Linked DNA regions of Sus scrofa: regions 1, 3 and 4 are each linked to region 2. Evidence: chromatin contacts called from public Hi-C and HiChIP or PLAC-seq data. All regions are on one chromosome and are shown on one strand. Each heading gives the region's core, a stretch centred on a gene start, on an enhancer-like site or on the middle of the called end of the contact. The rest is flanking DNA. Distances are from core to core; before and after follow the strand shown. Region 1 overlaps RPN2 (ribophorin II). Region 2 holds the start of BLCAP (bladder cancer-associated protein). Region 3 holds the start of RPN2 (ribophorin II). Region 4 holds the start of RBL1 (retinoblastoma-like protein 1).

Region 1 (2,700 bases), core at 120-2,619, 270 kb before region 2:
CAGCGTTGCTGTGAGCTGTTCAATCCAGTGAGCTGTGGTGTAGGTCACAGATGCTGCTTGGATCTGGCATTGCTGTGGCATAGGCCAGCAGCTGCACCTCTGATTTGACCCCCTAACCTGGGAACTTCCATATGCCGCAGGTGCATATAAAAAAAATAAAATTGGGGCTGAGAGCAAGCCCAAAATGGTGAGTTCACTGCACTTTACCTTTTCGTTATTCCATATGTGTGCATTGTGAATGCTTATAACGTCTTTAGGACAGATACACAGTTGAATCTTGATTAGCTGGCCATGGTGACCATGTTATTATTGAAAGTTTATAGTCAGGATTCTAAGTAAAACCTGCAAGATGATGGTTTCCTTATCTTTATAATTAGGATATGTTGAGGAGCCTCCCACAAGTCTTTAAACATCTGTTTGTGTTTATCCATCTGTTGAAAGGGAGAGTGATTATTTTCTAAATCATATTTATCGAGTGATATTTTTTAATAAAAGTGTTTGTAAAGAAGAAAGTATATGTCATAAAATCTCATTGTTCAAATAATCCATATTTTTAAAAAATTGGAGTAAAATATGCATGTAGTTTAAAAAAATTCAGAGTACAAAAAGGTATATAATGAAATATAAGAGCTTTTTCTTACCCCTTCAATCCAATCCCTCTTCTTAGAGGAATCTATTATTAACAGTTAATTGTGTATACTTTGAAAAAGAAAGATGCATATCATTGAATGTATGAATATCCTTTCTTATTTACACTAAAGGGACCATTCTATGCACAGTTATATTCTTTGCTTTTGTCACAAACTGGGGGCTCCCAGCTTTCCCCTTGGGGGTCTATTCAACTTGATGCACCCCCCACTGCCTGGCCCTGCTCCCCTGCCATAATTCACCCAGTTGCCTGGACTCAGTGACAGGCAGTGTTAAATAGAATTCTCCCAATGGATGGCTGTGTATTCAAGAGTAGGAGGTAGTATCTCTGTATCAGTCCATAAACTCCTACCTTCTTCTTTTAAATTGCCCCAAAGTAATTCAAGTTGTAGGTGTATATGCCATTATTTAACTAGTCTCCTGTTTGTGGACATTTAGGTGGGATGATAATTTTAAAATCACATTTACAAATTAAATGAGTGAGTCCTTAAGAGAATGAGCCACAGAAGTGAAGAGGGAATTATCTAGTTAATGTTGATGAAGATTGCAGCGTAATTACCTATGAAAACATTATTTTTATAGCACTGAGTATTGCTAGACTTCTACTTCTCCTGAAGCTGGCAGACTGCCCAAGCCCTCCCGCCTCCCATTTCCCACTTCCCAACCAAAGGCTGCCCCAGGCCGACTTGGGTCATAGTTCCCTCTGTAGCACTTTGTCCCTCCCTCCATTAATAACAGCCTGGTCTGTTGTAATTTATCTTTGCTTTTTGGCTTCCCTTTAGGACAGGGAGTGTGTCTTGCCATTTCTTATATTCCTGTACCCTAGGTGCTCCACATGCTCTAGGAGGGTGTAGAGAAGTGGTCTCAGTGGGGAGTCTTGCTAATCAAAGCTCTTTGGCTGCTTCTTTGCTTGAGCATTCCACTTTAGTATTTCTTCAAATGGAAGTGCCATCAGTGCCTCTCTGGGATGAGCAAAGTTGGCTCTGGTTCCGAGCTCTAAATGAGTTGTGAAGTTGTTTGCTCAGCAGAGTGCCCAAAGAGCCATAGTAGAGGGTCCAAGCTCTCTCTGGTGGCTTATTCAACTTGAAAACCGTCTGTTCCCCTCCCCCCACCATAATTCCCTAGTTACCTAGATTCAGTGACAAGCTATGATGACAAGCTATATAATTCTGCCAATAGGTGGCTGTATATTCAAAAGCAGGAGGTAATAATGCCCTTATAGACTCTGGTAATAAATCTCTTAGGGATGCATGTGTGGTTTTTTGTTTTTATTTTTCTTTTTTTCTTTCTTTTTTTTTTTTTTTTTCCATCTTTCTGCTATTTCTTGGGCCGCTCCCGCGGCATATGGAGGTTCCCAGGCTAGGGGTCGAATCGGAGCTGTAGCTGCCAGCCTACACCAGAACCACAGCAACGCGGGATCCAAGCCGCGTCTGCAACCTACACCACAGGTCACGGCAACGCCGGATCGTTAACCCACTGAGCAAGGGCAGGGATCGAACCCGCAACCTCATGGTTCCTAGTCGGATTCGTAAACCACTGTGCCACAACGGGAACTCCTGTTTTTATTTTTCTTAAAACAAAACAGAGCACCTCTGTTCAACCTGATAATTGAGGCTATTGTTACAAAATAGTAGTTATAGAGGTAGAGGAGAAGGCTATGAAAAGGAATTACTTGCTAGCTATCTTTATCCCTTTTTAATTTTTCTTCTTTGCCCTTGATTTGAGGTTGTTACACCTTGATAGTACACTTTAGAAAAATGCTGAAGCTCTCCTTCAATTATTTGCCCAGGCTTCTAACTTTGTTCCTTGATCCTGACTTAGATGATAAACCAGTGGATTTGGCAAGGCTTTCCATAAGCATTTCATTCAAGCTTGTCAAATATTTGGAAATCTCACAGATATGTTTACACATTAAAAATGCCCTGGGATTGTATAATTTGTACACTGAAACTTAGGTTTTAAATAAAAAATGTCATGGCCAAAAAAAAAAAAAAAGGCCCTTTCAGACTTTTAGCATTTGTTCCATCTCTTTTGGAGACTTTTCATCAAATT
Region 2 (2,700 bases), core at 84-2,583:
TATGCTTCAAAGATAAGAGAACAACAACAACAAAAGACAGCCAAACCCAGACTTCCAGATTCCTCTTTGAAACAACATATTATAGATAAAAAGTTAAACTGGTTTTGGCAGCAATTCTAACAAGACCAAAGTCAGATATGGAATTGACCTGGTCACTGGAAACCGCCCAGGGCACCACAATCTTTCAACAGATTTGCTTGATATTAATTAGTCTTTGATTTAAAACAAACAAATAAATAAACAAGATCTAACATTTGGCCTTAGCACTTAAGCTGGAACTTTTTCTTTTTTTTTTTTTTTTTTGGTCCTGGCTTTGGTGTTGCCGTCCAGAAGGCTGAGGGGATGGTTGTACCATGTCAGGCAGGGCAAACAGAAGCTGTCCCCAACACACCAGTTCCCTGAAAGGGGTAAAACACGAACCAAACCTATAAACAGAAAGACCATTTCTTTCCTAGGACAGACCTCAGTCTGACCCAACATTTAATGTTGAAAAGGGACACGGAGGCCTGGAAGGAAATTAAAGGCGGTCTGGAAGAGGGAAGAAAAAAAAAATCAACTGTCTCCCATCCCCCATTCTTCTTTTCAGGCCATTACTGTGCCAGGCATTCCATTCCTTCAGCTGCCCTTGAGGGCCACTCCCCATACGTACTGGAGGAAAGGGAACAGGTCGGCAGACCTGATAGAAAATTAGAAGGAGTAAGAAGCACCCGCGACCCAAAGCTGAGAGTCAAGCTATCACCCCGGGCACCAAGGCGGTGGCGTGGGAGCGGGAGACCCCTTTCTCTCCTCTCCACGTCCCTTCTGATTAAAAAAAATGCAATTAAAGTGGCAGGGACAGAGTGACAGGACTCTCAGAAGCTGAGCCCCCTGCCATGTGCCCCGGGGTCTAAGAAAAGGTGGCCGCACCCCTAGCCCCGCGCTCCCTAGCTCTGCCTGCTCCCTCCCGAGAGCAAACAGGCGAGCGCTGACCTTGGAGGCCAGAATCTGAACCTAGGAGTCCGGTGACACGCCCTCGGGCCGGGAAGGGACCCCCCAAGGCCCAGGCTGGGGACGAAACAGGGCAATCACGTGACACCGGACAGGGGCGGCCCAAGGTGCACGGAAGGAAAACCCCTGAAAGGGACCGGACGACGCCTAAGGTGACCCCGAAGGGACAACATGGCGGCGCGGCCGCATTGAGGGCCTCTCATCCCGCCCCCAGGAGGCCAATGCCACAGTACCTGCAAGCCCTGCCATGGCGCCGCCGCCACCGCTGTCGCCCTCGCCGCCGCAGCCTGCCTCCACCTCAGCTCGCCACCGACGCCGCAAGAAGCCGGGGAGACGCCCCCTTGGTCTTCTAGACGAGCCGGCCGAGGACCCCTCCCGGGACCGAGCTGCCTACAGCATACGCCTGATCATACGACCTAAATTGGGGTCACTCTCGCCCACTATCCCCCCAATATTTGCCACATATAGCCTTTTGAAGACGTCCTACCAACGTGTGCAGAACTCCAGGGGCTCTGAACTCTTCAAGTCTAAAGTAGTTTTGATCAGGCGTATGCCGGGCAGCCCCGAATCTCGGCTCCTTTGGTCCCCTTATGCATATGCAGCAGATTGTGATCTTTAACACGCTGAGAGAGAAGGGGGCGTACCCTCGTCTCCGTAGGTGAGCGTTTGTTCACTGCGACCCTCGTGGATGACCCGAGTACTCTGGGAAAAACCTTCTCGTGGCTCAAAGTCCGCCTCCTCCCCGGTCCCTTCACCAAGGCCAAAAGGTCAGGAACGGAACTATTCCGGCTCAGAATTTAGGATTTGTCTTGGGTCAGGATCTGACTCTTCCCCACTTCGGGCGAGCCACTTGCCCACTGCGACTCATCTTCCCCAAATCTGATGAAATGCCTGCTTCACAGGGTGGTTGTAGGGATTAAATGAGTCTGTGTATCCATTTATTAGCTAATGAAGCACATTCTTCGAGGTCTTGCTATGCGTAAGTGCAGTGCTAAAAAGGCAAGAGAATAGAATGGAGAGTGACACAGGCGCTGTTCTAACTCAAGGCTCTGCCAGTCCACTGGGGGAGAGTGACGGAAGGGCTTCTACAATCATCGAAAGAGCACTCTCTGTTAATAATTTTAATCAAATCAACATATAATTATGCACGATGGGAAGTGCTGTGGGTGGAAAATGAAGAATGTTATGAAAAGTTAGTGGAATACTAATGTGGGGTGAAGAGTGAGGGTGGTCTCTCCATGGGAAGCTGGTATTTAGGCGGACACCAAGGACAGTTAGGAGCTGCACAGGGCAAGAGTGAGAGGGGAAATGTTCTAGGCAGAAAGAACCCCTTGTCCTAGATGTGGGGGTGGAAAGGAGTGGGTGAGGGTGAGAAATGAGCAAGTAGGGCAGGTTGTGCTACCTAATGAATTTGGATTTTCTCTTGAGGGTAATGAGAAGCCATTTTCATCGGAGGGCTGATAACCAGATTGCGGTTTCTGAAAGGCTACCCTGACTGCATGACTTAGAAAGCACTTTCCAGTGGGTGTAGGGGGACCAGTTAGAAGGCTGGTTTCAGGTTTCCAGGTGCACCTGGCAGGGTGGTGGCTTGGGGAGGTGGAGAAGTAAAGAATGTAAGATGGGCAGGTGGGTGCTGAGGCATTGGCAGCTTAGATCTTTGCCTTGAGTATGATGGAATGAAAGAGACCTTGACTAAGGTGGGAAGAGGCTGAA
Region 3 (2,700 bases), core at 192-2,691, 310 kb before region 2:
TCCTAGGCTAGGGATCGAGTCGGAGCTGCAGCTGCTGGCCTGCACCACAGTCACAGCAATGCCAGATCCGATCCACGTCTGCGACCTACACCACAGCTCATGGCAACACCAGAACCTTAACCCACTGATCAAAGCCAGGGATCAAACCCGCATCCTCATGGATACTAGTTGGGGTCATTTCCCCTGAGCCACGAAGGGAACTCCTCCTCAACTTTTCTAAATAGCTGTATTTAACAACCAATTTGCAAAATTTCTGATAAATTTAACAACTGACTCTCAAGCCAATATGAGACTTTCGCGCATACTGAGTTGGAAGAGTACTTTATGTATTCTAGATCAGAACTGCCCAAGGGAACTTTCTGTGACGGTGGAAATGTTCTATAATTCTGTGCTGTCCAATATGATCTCCACCAGCCCCATGTGGCTACTGCGTGCTTGAAATGTGGTTAGTATAACTGAGGAACAGAATTTTAAATTTTAATTAACTTAAATTCAAATTTAAATATCAACATATAGCTAGTATACCATATTCAACAGCACAGTACCAGACATAGAAATAACTGACTCACCCCTGTTTGGGATAATAATATCTGGGACACTAATGTTAATAATAGTTACTGCATTGTGAATAAATGTTCGTAATAGTTAAAAGCACAGATTATGGAGTCAGACTGCATAGGTTCAAATCTTTGTTTCCTTCGCTGCAAAATGGGAATACTAATTGTACATACCTCACAGAATGGTGATGAAATAGTACATGGAGTGCTTAGTACACTGCGGGCTATGCCCCAAACGATCAAAAACTGGAGTTAGTACAGAGTTCTTGGATGAGTCATTTCCATTTTTGAGTCTCTTAATTCATCTGCAAAATTTGGGCTAGTATGCTCCTCACCCAAATGCTTTGCAAATCAATTAAAACGTCATTCATAGGTCAGTTATTAAAAACCAAAACAACCTTTGGAGAAAATCGCCATAATTTTCTAATTAAAAGCAAACGAACAAACAAACTACCAGCAAAAGCCTCGAATACTACTCTTCCTACTCCACCGAACCCTTCCCATTCCTTTAAAATCCGCCGGGCTGCAGACAGACGCCTGAGTGACAGTGTAATCGGCCAATCACAGCAGGCCCCGTCTCGGGCCCACCCCAGACGCCGCGTCCAACCGCGTGCCAGTGGTGCCCAGAATCGGGCGTTGAGAAGCGGACGGTTCCAAGTGGGCCACAGCGAGGGGGGAAGCGGGCCTGTACGCGAAGACCGCGGTGCCCTGTGCGCCGAAGGACTGGCATTCTGGCCGCGGCTCCTAGGAGAGGCCCGGTTCCGCGGGACAGCGTGGACTGACCTGTGCTTAGAGCCCATCCCAGCACGCGGAGTCTGTTGCGAGTCCCGGGCGTCCCCTCCGGCGCGCTCTTGGAGCCACTTTCCCGAGCGGAAGTCCGCCTGCGGCTCGGGCCCTAGTGGGACCTGCTCGGAGGAATGGCGCCGCCGGGTGAGGCGTTGCGCATGGTTCGATAACGGGGTCCCGGGGACCGCACGCCTCGGCGAGTGGGCCGTCGCCCGCGGCAGGCTAGTGCTTGCCACTCGGGAGCCGGCCGGGCGGGTCCCCCTTCCCCTGTGGGACAGGGGCATGGGCTTGGGGTCTCTTGGGGTCGGGGGTCTGACGGAGGGCTGTCCAGCGGGTGGAACTGCCAGCGAGCGGAGGAGACGGTGGGGGTGGGTGCGGCGCGGGTCTACGGGTCCCCCAGAGGCCCAGCCGGATACCACAGCCGCGGATAACCCTGGGTCTGGCTTTGCTCATTCATTTGACTCGCGCGGGCATCCGGGCCAGGCGGCCTAAGAGTGAGATTTTGGCTAATTCTTCTTTCTTTGGACAGTAGTTTTTTTAAAGATAGGGGCAAGACAATCACTCACCTCTTTTTAGGAGCTTAGAGCATGAGTTCTGAAGTTGGAGTATCCAGTTGCAAACTTAGTCTGCCACGTATTCCCCTGCTGCGCTGTTTGCTTAACTCCTCTGCATCTCAGTTTCTCATTTGTAAAATAGATTGGCCACATTATCTGCCTCATGCATTCCTGTGTGTAATGAATGAGATAGTCTTTCTACATAGCGTAGAACAGTGCGTGGCACTAAGTAAGCAGCCAGGAAACCTAACTATATTGCTAGCTAATGCGTGGGCACTGTGCGGGATGGAATCTCAGGTAGTCCAGCCACACAACTTGGGAAATGTGTACTATTGACAAGTGGAAAAGATGGAATTCCACACAGGGGAAGTAACTTCTCCAAAATTGAGAAGTTGAGGATAATAGAGTTTCTGCAGTTTGTTTCTCAGCTAGTTACAAGTCTTAGGGCAGATAACTGTTTTTGAGACCCTTTCTTGGTCTGTAAATCGCACTCACTTAGATAGTGTGAGGATTTAATGACTAAATCCGTGCAAAATACTCAGCACAGTATGGGCATACGGGACACATGTTAAGTGCTCAAATTTTAGCCCCCACAGTTGTTAGGATTAACACGGGGTGGGAAGAAAAGGATTCTGGCGCAAATACTGTGTTATAGTAATTTACAGCCTAGCTGGGAAAATGTTACTCATAGTCACTCACTAGGTCTTAATAGATGAAGTACATGCATGTATTCAAGGCACTGGGGAGTCAGCATTGGTGTCATAGATTCCTCTTCTACATCTTTCTACCCACTAGCAATTCCG
Region 4 (2,700 bases), core at 7-2,506, 350 kb before region 2:
AGAATGATTCTGGGTAAGACAGTCCTCTGGGCCTTGATGTTATTACCTGAAAAGCAGGTTTAAAACTCATTGCCCTGCCATGTTCACAGAGCTCTCATGAGAACTAAATGCAAGAGTGATTGGGGGAAAATTCGAATGATAGCCTACATTTATTTTGTTCAGAGACAGACACTGTACTTCGCATTGGGATAATCTAATTATCCCCATCTGAGAGGAGAAACCTGGGGCGGAGAGATAAGCACTGTGTGCACACTCGATAATAATGTGATCAAACTGCTGCATAGTCTACCGCAAGGCGAGCAACCAACACCTTGAGGCGGAAGGTGAAGAGGTTGTGGTTCCGGCTCCACCACTACCCGTGTGACCCTGGGTAAGTAGCTTAACCACTTGAGGGCTCAGCTTCCTCAGCTGTATAATGGGGATCACGGAACATGTTCAAAGGGTTGTGGCGAGAACTAAGTAAAATGACAAAGCGCTGCGCAGTGGCATCTCAGCACACAATTCGTTTAACCTTTCACCATTACAGAACTTTTTTTTTTTTTATACAAACTTAAGAGCAGTCCCATGAGTTTGCGGCGCAGGTCTGGGGTCTAGGGAGCCCCTGAGTGGCGTGACCCTGAACCAGCTGCTCCTTTTCCGGACTTCGATTTCCCGCCTCAAAATAAGTGGCGAGATTGATCTACACCCGCCCTTCCAGTCTCGAACTCTTCGGCGCCGGGATGGGCAGAGACCCTTCCCGGTGGGGAAACTCCCACCGCCCTACTGGGTGGGGTGGGGCGGAGCAGGGGTGGGGCCTGGCGAGCTCGGTCGTCCGCCTCACCTGCCGCCGCTCACCTCTAGACTGTAGGTGCCCCGGATGGCGGTGAAGTCGTCCAGGGCTTCGGCCGCGCTCCCCTCGTCCAGGTTCAGCTCCTGGCACAGAGCCTGCAGTGCTTCTCCGGCCGCGGCGACCACCGCCGCCCCCTCGGCGCAGGGATCTTCCTCGTCCATCCCCTCAGGCCCGGCGGGCGGCGTGGTCACAGCCCCGGCTCCTTTCTCCTTCCTGGGCGCGCTACCCACAACCTCCCGCGCCAAAGCGCGCGAAAATCGCGGGTTGTAGCACTACGTCTTTTTGATGGTCTGCATCCGCGTTTCTCCTGAAAAAAAGTCCGTCTTTCCTCCAGGGCTCCACGCTGCCCCTTCCAGAAACATGCTAAGAAGAAGGAATTTAGAGTCTAAAAAACCTGGACTTGGCCCTTGGCAGGTAGCGGTAGACACAGCCGGCGGGACAAATTGGGTGCGGAGGGATCGGCAGTCCGCGCGCAGAGTCTGCTGGGAGTGGTAGTCCATATCCTGCCTTGGAGCGGGCGGCGGGATTGGGCTCCGTGTTGCGGGGTGGCCTTGTTAATTTTAGAGAGGTCTCCTCTGCCCCACCAACCCGTGGGCCTGGGTTTGTCACTGCCGCGGGGCGCCAAACACAGACTAATCCAGAGTTGTCCCTTGAGTTAGGAGTTGGAGGAAATCGAAAAATGTCCGTCTACAGAGAGGGCTAGGAAAGGCCTGTCGGACCCTCCTCAGTGTCTTTAGCACCTAGTGAATGGTTTTTTGAGCGACTGAAGGGTTGGTGAGGCAGGGGTATTAGGGGACCCCTATCCATCGCTTCTTGAACTCCAAATGAGGCTTGACCTGGGCTAAAAGAGCTGCAGTAAGGGGGCACTTTCTCAGCTCCCTGCTCCCTGGGAGCTGGGTCCCTGGAACCTAGTAAAAATCGTCCTTCCAGACTTAGGAGTGACCAGAACATAAACCTGAAGGCATGGAACTGGTCTTAAAGCTGACCCTTCTGCTCCAGCAAGACCCCTTTCCCATGAAGAGCCAGAGTGATCTTTTAAAAAGGTAAATAAGAGCATAGTCAATCATTTAGGATCCTTCAGTAAACCCTTTGCCCTTAAAGTAATGTCCAAAATTCTTTCCATGGCCAGTAAGGCCCTATGTAATCTGGCCCCACCTCATCTAGGGGAGCGTCCCCTTCTCCAGATATATAATAAGATCCAGCCTCACTGCTTTGTTTTGGAACCTTGGAAATGCCAAGCTGCCAAATTAGTTCTTTCCACAAAGACTTTCTCACATGGTGGTCAAACAGCCCCTCTATGCCAGGTCTTTTCTTGTCTGCCTCATCCTCATTCAAGTTCAACTAAAAGGCACCCTGTCAGGGCATCCCTGAGCACTTTATTTCAAATAGCTGACTCTCATCTTTTCCTCCACCATATTTGTCTTCATAGCACCTTATCATTATCTGAAATTATCTTTATTCCCTGGTTCTTCCTACTAAAATGTGAGTTTCATGAGAGTAGGGCCTTCCTTTTGAGGCAGAGTACTAACTCATGTAGTCAGTGTAGGAGCATGGGCTTTGATGCATTCTTTGATATGGCTGTTGATTAACATTTGTGGTTTAAGGGCTCCAGAGAGTAATTCCCCACAGGCCTTGTTTACTATAGGAAATGTGCCTCTCCCCATAGGGACCTTAATCTCTAACCCACTCCTCAACTGATAGAAAAGGAATGAGAGGAATGGTAACTTAGTCCAAGGAAAGAGGACAAAGAAATCATAAAACACATGGGATAGTTCCACCCCTAAAACTCCTATTGGACAAGGACTGATATAGGAAACTTGGCAAGGCCAATGGGAGAAAACCCCATCTTTCTGGACCCCATGTTGGTACCC

Evidence for each region. Hi-C and Micro-C count contacts between places; a contact is called where the count stands out from the background. HiChIP or PLAC-seq counts read pairs in DNA pulled down with a chosen protein or histone mark.
Region 1: a contact with region 2 is called in an H3K27ac HiChIP or PLAC-seq map of alveolar macrophages. The contact joins the enhancer-like site here to the promoter of BLCAP in region 2. A contact is called at or near these places in 2 of 5 promoter capture datasets (fetal skeletal muscle and skeletal muscle), 2 of 47 Hi-C or Micro-C datasets (embryonic fibroblasts and heart right ventricle) and 2 of 2 datasets of contacts at active chromatin or transcription factors (alveolar macrophages and skeletal muscle).
Region 3: a Hi-C map of embryonic fibroblasts shows a contact between it and region 2, with 9 times the contacts expected there. The contact joins the promoter of RPN2 here to the promoter of BLCAP in region 2. A contact is called at or near these places in 2 of 5 promoter capture datasets (fetal liver and liver), 21 of 47 Hi-C or Micro-C datasets (adipose tissue, alveolar macrophages, blood and 12 more) and 2 of 2 datasets of contacts at active chromatin or transcription factors (alveolar macrophages and skeletal muscle).
Region 4: a Hi-C map of heart right ventricle shows a contact between it and region 2, with 3 times the contacts expected there. The contact joins the promoter of RBL1 here to the promoter of BLCAP in region 2. A contact is called at or near these places in 2 of 47 Hi-C or Micro-C datasets (embryonic fibroblasts and heart right ventricle).

Annotation. Positions count from the first base shown.
Region 1 is chr17:40,358,107-40,360,806 of Sscrofa11.1, forward strand. All of the region lies in intron 9 of RPN2 (ribophorin II), which reads left to right. Among named protein-coding and RNA genes, the nearest start is that of RPN2, 37 kb to the left of the region's middle. Within about 2 kb of position 1,370, at least 5 of the 83 cell types and tissues checked have an H3K27ac peak or open chromatin away from gene starts, as enhancers often do. A contact at or near this core is called in alveolar macrophages, where this site is marked.
Region 2 is chr17:40,632,280-40,634,979 of Sscrofa11.1, forward strand. It overlaps BLCAP (bladder cancer-associated protein), which reads right to left and starts at 1,334. Exons shown (of 3, transcript XR_001302112.2): 1 at 1,221-1,334.
Region 3 is chr17:40,321,216-40,323,915 of Sscrofa11.1, forward strand. It overlaps RPN2 (ribophorin II), which reads left to right and starts at 1,442. Exons shown (of 17, transcript NM_213941.1): 1 at 1,442-1,487. The coding sequence starts at 1,475.
Region 4 is chr17:40,278,062-40,280,761 of Sscrofa11.1, forward strand. It overlaps RBL1 (retinoblastoma-like protein 1), which reads right to left and starts at 1,257. Exons shown (of 22, transcript XM_021077346.1): 1 at 835-1,257. The coding sequence starts at 990. LOC110257355 (a long non-coding RNA gene) reads left to right here and starts at 268. Exons shown (of 3, transcript XR_002339844.1): 1 at 268-370.